Linked DNA regions of Mus musculus: all the other regions are linked to region 1. A link is a contact called in public Hi-C and HiChIP or PLAC-seq data. All regions are on one chromosome and are shown on one strand. The core of a region is the stretch at or near the end of the contact, and the rest is flanking DNA. Distances in the headings are between cores, read along the strand shown. Region 1 has its middle 8.8 kb from the start of Gm31545. Region 2 holds the start of Tbc1d9 (TBC1 domain family, member 9). Region 3 has its middle 61 kb from the start of Tbc1d9.

The links. Hi-C and Micro-C count contacts between places; a contact is called where the count stands out from the background. HiChIP or PLAC-seq counts read pairs in DNA pulled down with a chosen protein or histone mark.
Region 2: an H3K4me3 HiChIP or PLAC-seq map of bone marrow-derived macrophages shows a contact between it and region 1, with 4 times the contacts expected there. The contact joins the promoter of Tbc1d9 here to the enhancer-like site in region 1. A contact is called at or near these places in 14 of 39 promoter capture datasets (the 3T3-L1 cell line, the C10 cell line, the HPC-7 cell line and 9 more), 1 of 15 datasets of contacts at CTCF or cohesin (pro-B cells), 10 of 484 Hi-C or Micro-C datasets (bone marrow-derived dendritic cells, bone marrow-derived macrophages, cardiomyocytes and 6 more) and 3 of 115 datasets of contacts at active chromatin or transcription factors (astrocytes, bone marrow-derived macrophages and fibro-adipogenic progenitors).
Region 3: a Hi-C map of bone marrow-derived macrophages shows a contact between it and region 1, with 28 read pairs. The contact joins two enhancer-like sites. A contact is called at or near these places in 2 of 39 promoter capture datasets (liver and maxillary cranial neural crest), 1 of 15 datasets of contacts at CTCF or cohesin (the NIH/3T3 cell line), 17 of 484 Hi-C or Micro-C datasets (CD8 T cells, the G1E-ER4 cell line, LSK cells and 9 more), 1 of 115 datasets of contacts at active chromatin or transcription factors (the HPC-7 cell line) and 1 of 9 other capture datasets (embryonic tail).

What each region holds. Positions count from the first base shown.
Region 1 is chr8:82,844,323-82,848,359 of GRCm38.p6, forward strand. No RefSeq gene overlaps it. Among named protein-coding and RNA genes, the nearest start is that of Gm31545, 8.8 kb to the left of the region's middle. Within about 2 kb of position 2,304, at least 31 of the 459 cell types and tissues checked have an H3K27ac peak or open chromatin away from gene starts, as enhancers often do. A contact at or near this core is called in the HPC-7 cell line and bone marrow-derived macrophages, where this site is marked.
Region 2 is chr8:83,163,310-83,167,346 of GRCm38.p6, forward strand. It overlaps Tbc1d9 (TBC1 domain family, member 9), which reads left to right and starts at 2,043. Exons shown (of 21, transcript NM_001111304.1): 1 at 2,043-2,895. The coding sequence starts at 2,766.
Region 3 is chr8:83,101,850-83,105,886 of GRCm38.p6, forward strand. No RefSeq gene overlaps it. Among named protein-coding and RNA genes, the nearest start is that of Tbc1d9, 61 kb to the right of the region's middle. Within about 2 kb of position 1,667, at least 49 of the 459 cell types and tissues checked have an H3K27ac peak or open chromatin away from gene starts, as enhancers often do. A contact at or near this core is called in the HPC-7 cell line and bone marrow-derived macrophages, where this site is marked.

The sequences.
Region 1 (4,037 bases), core at 1,054-3,553:
TGACACTCTCTCACCTCTCCCTCTCCCTATCCCCCCTCTCTCTCACACACACACATATTTCCAAATGTATAAACACACTTTGCTCAGCCCATATAACGTTGGACATATACTTGTCTACATATGATTCCATGATTCCATGACTAGCAACTTTGTATTTGTATTGGATAAGCTATTAGGGGTCTCCTCCCCCCCCCCAGACTAATTCTGCTCTTGGTATTCCTGACAGTGGCATTATGTGCTCTCTTTTTTTCAATGTGTTGTTGCTTCATTGCTGTCTATAACCACAAGAGGATGCTCTGACAACATGCCTAAGGGGACAGAGAGAAAAGCAGAAAGCACTTGAATTATTTTTTTTATTTTTGAGAATTTTGTACATGATACAATAAAACATTCTATCTACCCACTCCATTATCTCCATACTTCCAAACATACCTGTTTTCAACTTCATGTCTTTTTTGTTTGGTTATAACCAAAGAGTTCAGTTAATGCTACTTATTCACACATAGGCATGGAGCCATCCACTGGAGCATAGGGATTCTACCAGGGGTCACATACTCAATAAAGAATGATCCTCCCTTCTCCAGCCATTGTCATAGCTCCATAGCAAGTGGTGCCATTGACTAATCTGAATTCTATGCTGTAACTCTCCTCTGGTTGCTTTTGCCTTCAGTAGGTCTTGCACTGGTAACAACAGCTGCTGGGATTTCATGACTACGACAGCCACATCCTGTCCAGAAGGCAGCATCTCTCAGCACTCTCCCATCCTCTGGCTCTTCCATCCTCTCCTCCTCTTCTGCAATGTTCCCTGAGCCTTGGTGATGGTGCTCATGGCAGGGACAGGCAATGCAGATGCCCCAGTTAGAGCTGAGCACTCAGCCTCTTGTTCTTGGCATTTCAGTCAGTTCTGCATCTCTCCAGTGATTGGTTTCACAGATCAAGGTTGAGAGCATCCCAGGTCTGTTGGTATCAGGATGTGGGCAGACAAGAGAAGGACCTAAGCATTGACTCCTCAACAGTAGCATTGTGGACTCAGCCAACCTTAGGACTGCCTACCCTGCACTTCTTCCTGTCTGAGAGGCTAAGTCCATTGCTTTTGAATATAGTCTTACCCAGAATCTTGCCAGTTGCTGCTGTATCTTTACCATCAACACAAGGTGCTGCCACAGTCTGAGACTTCCATGCTTGGGAATGCTTGGACTTTTGAGTTGAGTCTTTCTTCTTGTTTAGCTTCTTTGGGTCTGTGGAATGTACATGGTACCTGTATTTTATGGCTAATAACCACTTCTAAGCGAGTACATACCATACAGGTCTTTTTGGGACTGGGTTACCTCACTTAGGATGATATTCTCAAGTTCAATCCCTTTTTCTGAAAAATTCACAATGTTTTGGTTTTTAATAGCTGAATTGTATTTCATTGTGTAAATGTACCACATTTACTTTATCCATTCTCCAGTGGAGGGACATCTAGGTTGTTTTCAATTTCTGACTATTATGAATAAAGCTGCTGTGAACATAGTTGAATAAGTATCTTTGTGGGATGTTGAGTCACCTTTTGGCTTATATGTCCAGGAGTGGTATAGCTGGGTCTTGAGGTAGAACTATTCCCAGTTTTCTGAGAAAATGCCAAATTGATTTCTAAAGTGTTAGTACAAGTTTTGTCAGCCACTAGCAATGGTGGAGTGTTCCCCTTGCTCCACATCCTTGCCAACATGTGCTGTCACTTACATGAGTTTTTTGGTTTTTTTTGTTTTTTTTTTATCTTAGCCACTCTGATGGGTGTAAGATGGAATCTTAAGGTTGTTTTGATTTACATTTTCCCAATCTTTCTTTTAGTTGTCTACAGAAAAATTTAAATATAATGCACGCTGTTCTAGACTAGCAGGAACTTAGAGAGCAGATAGATCTTACAAAAGGGAAGTCTTTGGTTAAATGTCTGAGTCTGGTGAAGGCTGATATGACTCAGCAATTACCTTAGTGGCAGGCCCACACTCTCAGCCTGCCCTTAATCTTTACTGGCTGAATTAAATGATCATTTGGAGCTTACAGTGTTGACGAATGCTGGCTGCACTCTTTTGATCACCTTTGCTTCTGTCCATGCTTCCACCCTTTATAACTTACTGAAAACTCACCTGGTCATGACAAACTATGTGAAATCCAGCTGTTGGTTTGTGACCCCTTTGAGTTCCAGTCTGTGGCCTGAATTTTAAGCAAACTTGCTCAATTTTTAGACATGGTATAGGAGGGCCTGCTCTGTCTCCAAATACAGACCAGGACAGCAGCTGGGCATTTGTGCTCCCCATCTCTATGTGAACCAAGTTCCCTGACTCTTCTCAGCCACATTAGCCTGAATGCTGTCATTAGTCAGTAAACAATGGGAATTGTTTATCTTAACATCTGTGCTAATACATAATACGATGCTACACAGGCAAGGTACAGAACAGAATGATCTCTGTTTTTATTTCAGACTTCTTGGGAGTTCCTTTTCAGATTTATAAAAGCCACATCTTCTGCCCAGAGTAGGAGTGTCTGGCCACTTATGTGACAATAACGTAAGTTGGAATTTGGCCAAAGAACCAATAGCATTATCAGCCAGACACAGTCTTTCATCTTTTTGTCAGCTGTTAAGCAGAGATGTGAAAGGGTTCACATATGCCTTCCACATTGTTGAAATGACTCACAGGCCCACAGTGTGGGGTAGAGCTAGAACCTTTCAGACTCATAGCAAACAACATGGCAGGTACAATGATGATCTGTCCCGCAAGAGAAATCGAGGCACAGAGAAACTAAAGCCAAGGTCTGATGTTTGTGTCTCCCTAACAACAGACTCTCCTCTTTCCCCCACACATCACACAGTCAGTTTGAACCTGGAGCACACCTTCCCCATTAATCACCACTGCATTAATTAACTGTGCCTGATCATTTACCATGTACAAATTAGGATTAAAAGGCAAATAACACATTGTCTCTATGGCATCTCACAAGTGGAGAAATAGATGCTGAAGAGCCTTCCTTCCCCTGAACTATTCTAGAGCCACCTGCCCCCACTGCCCTCTTCCTCGTTAGCTATTATTGCTTGATTTTAGCCTACAAGGGCTATGTCAAGTACAGCCATCTTGTCTGCCTTAAACAACAGGGCTTTGCTTTCTCACAAGTGCACAATCTAGATGTGTGCTGGCTTCATTCCTTCTGAGGCTGCTCATCTGAGCTTGTGAATCGCAGCTGCTCAGGGTCTTCACATGACTATGTCCAAGCTTCTTTTATAATGGAGATGTTGTTCATACTTAAGGGCATACCTGACGCCCTCATTTTAATTTTAACTACCTCTTAATGATGCAATCTGCTATACTCACATTCTGAGATACCAGTGAGGACTTCAGTATATAATGGTGGGTGGAGGGGTTACAACTCAGCTCATAATACTATAGTAATATCTCTCCACCAATATCTCCATAAAGTGCTAAACTTCTGCAATGACTGCATACCCCCCTTCACCCAACACACACAGACACACAGAAAGACTTTAAAACCTTTCCCAGCCTGAGTCAGGAAAAGAACATAATTGTGCATGGTGTAAACCAGGCATACAACTAAGAGGTAAATGTTTCCTGGGGATAAACAGCCTTTGGGCTCCTCAGAATGGCCCTCTTTAGCTGTTTGCATAGGCTAATGTACATTTGTCTTATCAAAAATGTTATATAGGTTTAAAGCATAAGGGAAATTTACTCACCAAAACACAGAATGAACTGCCCCGGATTTACACCAGCTACAAGTAGTAAGGATATGTCAAACAGCTTCTGGGACAGGATAAGAATAAAGTCCTAAACATGGTGAAAAAGATTAACAGAAGTCTGGGGAGGAGCTCGTTATATAATCCACCGAGTGTCTATTATCCATGGCTGTGAGAGAGAGGACAGTGCCCCTGTAAATTAGTTTCACTTGTTTTCATGCAAAGAAACGATACGATGAAACAAGAAAATGTGTAACAAAGTGAATGGTGCTTTCTTGGCTGTTATGTGTCAAAATAATCAGGTACTCTA
Region 2 (4,037 bases), core at 793-3,292, 320 kb after region 1:
CAAGCCAGGTGTGTGATCAAGATAAGGATCCTACAAATGGTGTGATTATGGGACCTTGTAGATTCTTTGAAAATGCTACTTTACAAGGTGGGCAGTTATGGAGAAGACCTTTAATCCCATCATTTGAGAGACAGAAGCAGGCAGATCTCTGAGTTTGAGGCCAACCTGGTCTACATTTGAGTTCCAGGACATCCAGGGCTACACAAAGAAATCCTGTTTCAAAAAAGAAAAAAAAAATACTAGTTACAGAAAGTACCTGTTGTTTTTTGCTTGTTGATTTTAATACTGAAAGTGCCAAACTATTACCAAATATTTAGGTCCACAACCCAATACCTCAGTTTCTATGTAGGAAGTAGAAATTGGTAATGGAAAACAATCTTTATTGTGTTTGCCAAACAAGACAGAAAGCACAAACTTTCTCTCCGTTGTGCCCATAGAAGTGCCTACATTACAGAAACCCAAGACATAAAGGACAGAAAAAACCCACAAAAAAACAGAAGCTAGATTTAACTGTGAGACAGTCTAATGCATGCTTTTCTCAAGGTGGAGAGACTTGAGTTCAGGCTGCCCCACTGTCTCCGTTCTCAGCATGGCGGGTTTATTGTAGTTTTAGAAATTATACTGCCACAAAGCAACATACCTGCGTCTGTTAACTGTGTTGAGCATCTTTAAAGGCCTGAAGGTCTAGTGTCTGTCTCCTAAAGAGACTGAAGATGAAAAACAGGTGAAAAGCCAGACCGTTGCTAGTGCAGACCAACCAGAGAGCTTCATGCTTATGCTTCATGAGCCCAGAGGCTCTTGAGTGCAAAGCCATTCTGGGCTACACAGTGGGACCCTGTCAATGGACAGGTATCTAAATGATTAAACAAATCAGGGAGAAGACCCTTGTGGTGACAGGAAGAGAGCCTTGTACTTCTTTAGCACCCTCAGGGCTGGGCACAAAGCCTTGATGGAATGGCTGCCAGTTTGCTCATTCAGCTACTTGGAAGAGTCCTTAACACAGTCAGAAACACACCCAAACCGCTCTTAGTCCATCTGTACTGTTGTCATGAAATACTTGAGATGGTAACTCTTTTTGTTGTTGTTGTTGTTCGAGACAGGGTTTTTCTGTGTAGCCCTGGCTGTCCTGGAACTCACTTTGTAGACCAGGCTGGCCCCGAACTCAGAAATCCACCTGCCTCTGCCTCCCGAGTGCTGGGATTAAAGGCGTGCGCCACCACACCTGGCAAGATGAGTAACTCTTAAAGGAAAGACTTTTATTTCGCATGGTTGTCAAGGTCAGTAAGTCTACAACCATGTGGGCCACATCTGCTGCTGGTTCTGTCTGCTTCCTCACAGAGTTGAGCTGATGGATAAACTAACCCAACTCCTGTGTGCTGCTTTCTGTGTCTTTCTCCATTCCTGATGAGGGACCCCACTCGGCCTAATTGCCTCTAATGGCCCCACAGATTAATGCTGTCACAGTGACTGAATTTGGGGTTGGAAGGACACATTTAAATCATAGGTACACACATAAAAAATGTGTTTGAATGGTTTGGTTATTTGAAAAGAGGAGATTCTCACGATTGGCTAACTTTTGGGCCATTGCAGAGTCTAGTCAACAACTCTGGTCATCTGAAAAGGAAAACCTCTTTGGCTGAAAACATTTCTCCGATCTCTCGGGTGAATGCATTTAGTCGCGTACGATACGCAGTAAATGAGCTGAGACCAGAAAGGGATTCCAGGAATGCAGGGAAAGACAAATTGTTAAAAGCATAAAGTTGCCTGGTCTGAGTGCCTCTGGTTTAATTTTCATAAACAAACAAACAAACAAACAATGCTAGTGTCCCTCAAAGCTCCTAATGCCCAATATAGGAACAGCTGTGGGGAGAATTAGTTGGTTTAAGCTTTTGGTCTGTTTCCAACTTCTCTATAGCTTACGCCCTGTAGGTCAAGGAAAGAAGTGATGTAATGCATTTAGCTGGGCCACTTTAATTACAAAGGAATGGAAGGGGAGTGGCCACCGGTGGTGACAAGTTTAGCGCGTGACTTGATCCAGGGATGCAGGAAACAAAAACATTACCAACCATTGGCTGCGTCCACCTTGGACTCCTGGCTCTAGAGCCAGGTCTGGAACCTGGGAACACACGTTTCCGGGGCAGGGGTGGCGCTGTCCCGCCGAGCGTCAGCCTTGAATACACACGCCACACGCAGGCTCTGGGAGCGGGGCAGCTTCCTCCCTGCTGGGATGGGCGTGGGGCCCTGCGCTCCGCACACAGTCCCTACCGGGCTCGCGAGAAGCCACCCGCGGTCACCCGGGCTCGCGGCGACTGAGCCGCGCTGTCGTCATTCATTCCCAGCGCCGGGAGCGTCCTTCCAGCTCGTTGCCCCGACGCGCAGTGTCCACGAGCGGTGATCTCGGGCTCGGCAGCTGGTGATCACGGCGCCCTGGGGGCTCGGATTCCCGCACAAGCTCGCCCTTGAACACCGCCGCGCCCTGAGACCGAGCCCCGACGCTTGCTCGCCCTGCGGTGGGCAGGGCCGGGCTGCGAGGCTGTGCACTTGGCGAGCGAGGAGCCGTAGGGAGGATGCTACTTGCTGGGTCCCGATCCCCGTCGTCGTTCCCGGCTGCCCGCTGGGTCTTTGTCGCGGGCCGGGAGCCGCGGGCCGCAGCCTGCTGAAGGCCGTCGCGGCCCCGCACCCACGGGCGGGAGGGCGCGCGTGTGCCCGGGAGAGCGCGCCAGTGTGCGGGCCTCTTTGTGCGACTGCCCGCGGCCACCAGGACCATGTGGGTGAATCCGGAGGAGGTACTGCTGGCCAACGCGCTGTGGATCACCGAGAGAGCCAACCCCTACTTCATTCTGCAACGAAGGAAGGGCCACGGGGGCGACGGGGGTGGCGGCGGCGGATTGGCGGGTAAGAACGGGCACTGCGGGAGGCTCCGCCCGGGGCTCTGGCTGCGGACACCCGGGACGCCGCCCGGTCTCCGGGGCTGGGCCTTTTGCCGGCCCTGTCTGGGGGCCTGGAAGGTGTCTCGAGTTGTGATTTTATTTTCCCCCAGACTAGGAGAGAAACGCCTCTTTCCTGACCCTGTCGGGCGATGGGGTCTTTGAGTTCTGGGTGACCCATAGTGGGTTAAGATGAAATTAGCAATGAGTGAATTATTAAGAATCGAACGCCGGGTTGCATACTCTCCCTACCCCCCTTTAACATACTGCTGAATGTATTGAGAAGAGAGATGGAAGATGCTTAGCTTGGACTCAGCTGTCTTTATGGGCAATTAGGTATAAAATACCCTTTTGTTACCAGGGAAGCAATCTGTCAAGAGGCTGATGTGGTCACTTCCTACATGACCTATGAGAATGAATAAGGAAAATGGAATTCTTTTGTTGCATGAGATCTGACATAAAACAAAGCAAGTTATTTGGTTCTGGTCATAAAAAGAATTCGCTGTATAACTGCATTTTAACTAGTTCAGTTAGTTCTCAAACTCCTTCAACAAAATGTTACCAAGATTATTAGCAATCTTTCTCTCTTATAACCCGGTTATTTCCATATTAACTAGCTGTTTTGCATAGGGGGAGGTTACAGGTAATACTGACTTTCAGTGCTAGAGATAGTGGGCCTTCCTTCATGTACTAGAATATTTATTATAGCCAAAGTCAGTGAAAGACATAAGTAGATGGTTTACTAGGAGAGAGACTGCAGACATGGGATGGACTGCTGACATCTTCGGGGTTGGGACCGCATTTCCCAGAGTTTGAGTGTTAGGTAAATTGCTCCCACAGTGCCCGCTGTGAGAGGATAGTTCTTGATGAGGTGAAGACATAACTGTGATGTTTATAAACTGCTTTTTTTCACATTAAAATTCAGATGTTTTCCAGTACAGCATATGCTAGCGTGCTTATGTTTGAAATATTTGGCTAACGCAAGCAATGGCTTGTAGGTGACCTGATGTTCTTTACACCTTAAAACAAAACAAAACAAAACAAAACAAAACAACAAACAAACAAACAAAAACAGTGATATAGAAAAATCTGTAGAGTTGCAGATCTTGT
Region 3 (4,037 bases), core at 417-2,916, 260 kb after region 1:
ATCGGAAGTATCTCAAGATGCCTGTGCAGATGGGGACATTGCACTGGATGAGAGAAAACTGGAACACTGTGATTGACTAGGTCAAGGCTGGAAAAAGCAAGTCCTGACTCAGCTCAGCCTCTCCTGTGTCTGATGCTCATGAGAGCAGCCTGCCTGGCAGACCTGGAACTGAGGTGATCCAACTACAGAAAGTTCACATTTGCCAATCTGTTGTCCATGGAGGTCTCTAAGTGACTCTTACACCCTCCTAACAGAATGTCACTAATATTTAAAAGTATCCTTGCTGTCTACTAAAATCCAATCTCCTAAAACTGTATTACACATTTCTTGTTCCAAACATGAAATTAGCCTTATCTCTAAAAAGTGGTATGTGGAGATGCAGGCTGGGGCAGTCACTGATCTAGGCTTTTCTATAGTGCACACATTTTTATTTATGGAAGAGAGGAAGGATAGAAGAAAGGAGAGAGGGCACAGGGAAAGAGAGCAAGAAAAGCTACCTCATGACTTTATACTGATACTTCAGGTTAAAACTTAGTTCTCTGTTCAGACTCTTCCCTGCAGCAACCCTGCTTCCCATTCCTGTTAGGAAGAGAACTCCAGGGCACAGAATGGTGAGACAGAAGCGCCCATGATTACCCATTCTGTGCCACATCTACAACAAGCACTTGGGTTTCAGAGTTTACCATGACAATGACAAAACCCCTCCCCACACCCCACAGTGAAAGTGAAGTCAGAGGCTTTTAGCTTCTTCTGAAGGAATCTCTAGCCAAATGGAGTTGAGTCTGTGACTTTTGCCCTTCTACAGAAGTGCAGGCTGCTTTCTGCAAAGCGGAATCAAGTTATTCAGACAAAACTCAGTTTTGCAATTGGCATATGGATGGATGTGTGTGTGTGTATGTGTGTGATTTTAAGTATACAATTCTATTATATATTATATAACTATAATTTAATTGTCAAGCAAAGCCATTTGTCGTCAAAATGGATTGGGCATGACGTCACCTTCCTTTGATCTCAGCAAAGGAAAGGCAGAGGCTGGATCTCTATACATCGGAGGCCAGCCTGGTATGCATAATCAGATCTGCTTTGATTATCCTCGTGTGTGTGTGTGTGTGTGTGTGTGTGTGTGTGTACACAGTTCAATATTAAAACCTGAAATTTTACATTGTCCACCATTATAAACATCAAGGGCTTTAACTAAAGGATTGTGTTAAGAAGTCAGAAGAACATTCAGAGCAATGGGAGGAAGACATAAGTGAGAACAAAAATTAAACCAAAAGCTGAGGTTAGCCACGGTAGCTTCACTTCCCATAAACACTTCCTTTGCAAGGCCTGGAGAGTTTACAGCATCGAACTTCCCTGAGTGCTTGAAGAAAGCAGTTGCTGCTTCCCAGCGTCTCCTCATGCTTCACAGGATAAAGTAGAGAGCAGATGATTTGGCTCCAATTAGACTCAACTCAGACCACCAGGCGACCCAGGCTTCATTAGCGGCCTGCTCACCCTGCCCCTGCAGAGACTCATTAGAACAATGAAAACTAGACTGCTGGACAGACGAGAGGAAGAACTGTGGCATGGGAGAGAGCCACGACTCCATTCATCACTGACCCATTGGCATAAGAGCCAGCCATGACTACATTCATCACCAACACACTTGGCATTTGTGAATCACTTCTCATTTCTTAGTCGCAGGAACAAATTAAACCCAATTTCCTTGCTGGGACTAGTAGCCACAGTAAGGGCCTGGGCAGTTTTCTCGGCATCATTATTCCTTCAGAAAAATCATCCAGTCTGGTGTGGTGTCATATACCTGTAATCCCTGGACTCTAGAGGCAGAAGCAGGAGGATTGCCACAAATAACAAGTTCCAAGCCATCCAGGCCTACACAGCAAGAACTTCTTTATTTTAGATTAATTATTTATTTATTTTATATGTATAGGTTTGCTCATATGTATGTCTGTGCACCACATGCATCGAAAAAGGGTGTTAGATCACCTGGAACTGGAATTAGAGACAGTTATAAGCCACCATGTGGGCACTGAGAATCGAACCTGGGTCTTCTACAAGAGCAATGAATGTTCTTAATGCTACTCTTATGTTTGCTCGCATAAGCATTTCCTAAACAACAACATAGGACCTAAATGGGAAGCCTGACATGATGGGGCTCACTTCATTTCTCAATTACTATTAGCTGAGTACAGTAGGAGACACACATAGCTCTAGACTTATGTCTCGAGATATAGCAGAAGCACACACAATAGAGACAAGAAGTAAATTATCCACATATTACCAGGCAGTAAGTCACATATACAAAAAAACAGAAATGAAACCAGCCAGTCATGCTAACACATGACTATAACACAAACTCTCAGAAGGCAGAAGTAGGGAAAGATCGCTTCCAGTTTTAGGCTAGCCTGGGCTTACATAGAGAATTCAAGGCAGCCCTGTACTGGATTATTTAGCAATACTCTGGAAAAAAAAAAAGACATCAGAGAGGGAATCTAGGAGGTAGGTGTGAGAATGCACTTATATTTGTCAACACTGCTTCAGGGCAGTCAAAGTGAGTGGGTGATCAGAGACAAGACCTAGGACAATGACTTTCAGGATAGTAAACCTCCTGCTAATGGCTAACAGGCTCCCCAGCACCGCCATGATTATGCAACCAGAGTATAGGATCTGTGGTATTCTCTCTAAACCAACAGAGAAACCATTTCAAACCCAAAAGGAAAATAATGACTGCAACACATTCTCCAATGAGCAAAGATCTTCCTGCCTTCCCCATTTGTTACCTGGGCCTGGCCCATGGAATGTGTTCAGTTGTTCAGTGATTGGCCAAATGATTACCTGGCTCATACACATAAAGCCAAACTCAAAACAAGTAAGCAATACCCTGAACTCTTTGTGTCTTGGCAGAGCTCTGCCTTTCTGCCCTGTTCATTAGGATCAGGATGCCCAGAACAGAGACAAGGGAGACAAGGATATGCTTGAGGAAGCCTCTTTAGGTGGTGGCCCCTATGCAATGTCAGTATCTCCACTCAGCTGGAATCTTTTGCCTAAGCAGTTCTTGGGACATCTGCTCTGTGTTATCCAGGGTTACACTCTAGAGATATCTGCATTTGTCATGGTCTCCTCCTATACAATGTATATTCCGCTTATAATTATAAGAACTTTATTAGATTGGCTCACACAATCTGTGCCACAATGACTATCTGCGCAATGGAGAAGCAGAGAATTCTGTAACTGCTTGGCCCTAGAAGTTGGAAGCTTGAGAACAAAATTGAAAAATGATGCTGTCCCAGTCTGAGATTTAATGCCTGGAAGCATCTTGGAGAGTGTCTGACTAGGATTCTGAAAGGATGCAGAAGGCAAAATTGTGTCCATGAGTGACACAAGCAGCAATGTGCACATCTGCTCCAGAGTAGTAAAGCTTGCACCTACTGGTTGGTTCCCTCCTTCCTCTACCTTTGTTCCATTCAAGGCTCTAGCCTATTGGACAGTGCCATCCACGTTCAAGGCAAGTCTTCCCCCTTTAAGGGCTGGCCCCTTTGTCCATTTTCTGTCTCTGGAAACACCATCATGGATACAGCCAGAAGGTGCTTTGATAATTTTCTAGGTTCCAATCTGGTTGACAACCTGTTCCAATCAGGTTAGCAATCAAGATTCACCATCCCAGTAGGTAACATTCCATACCAGACAGTCCACAGCATGGTACCAATGAACTAAACCTGCTGGTGTTAGCATTCTGTCTAAACTCCACCCTACAGTTAACCTGGCAACAGCCAGGTATGCTCCTCCCCACAGTTACCTGGCAACAGCCAGGTAGACCTGACTCACTAAGTATGGCTAAGTCAAGTGTCTCACCACTAGCAAATAGAATGTGGCAAATATGATGCTATATGTCCTGCTTTCATTCATGTTACTGTAATAAAATACCCTAATAAAAAATAGCCTAGGGAAGAAGTTTATTTAACTCACTATTCCAGGTTGTAGTTTATCATTGCTGGGAAGTCAAGGCAGAAACATAATACAACTAGTCATATCCA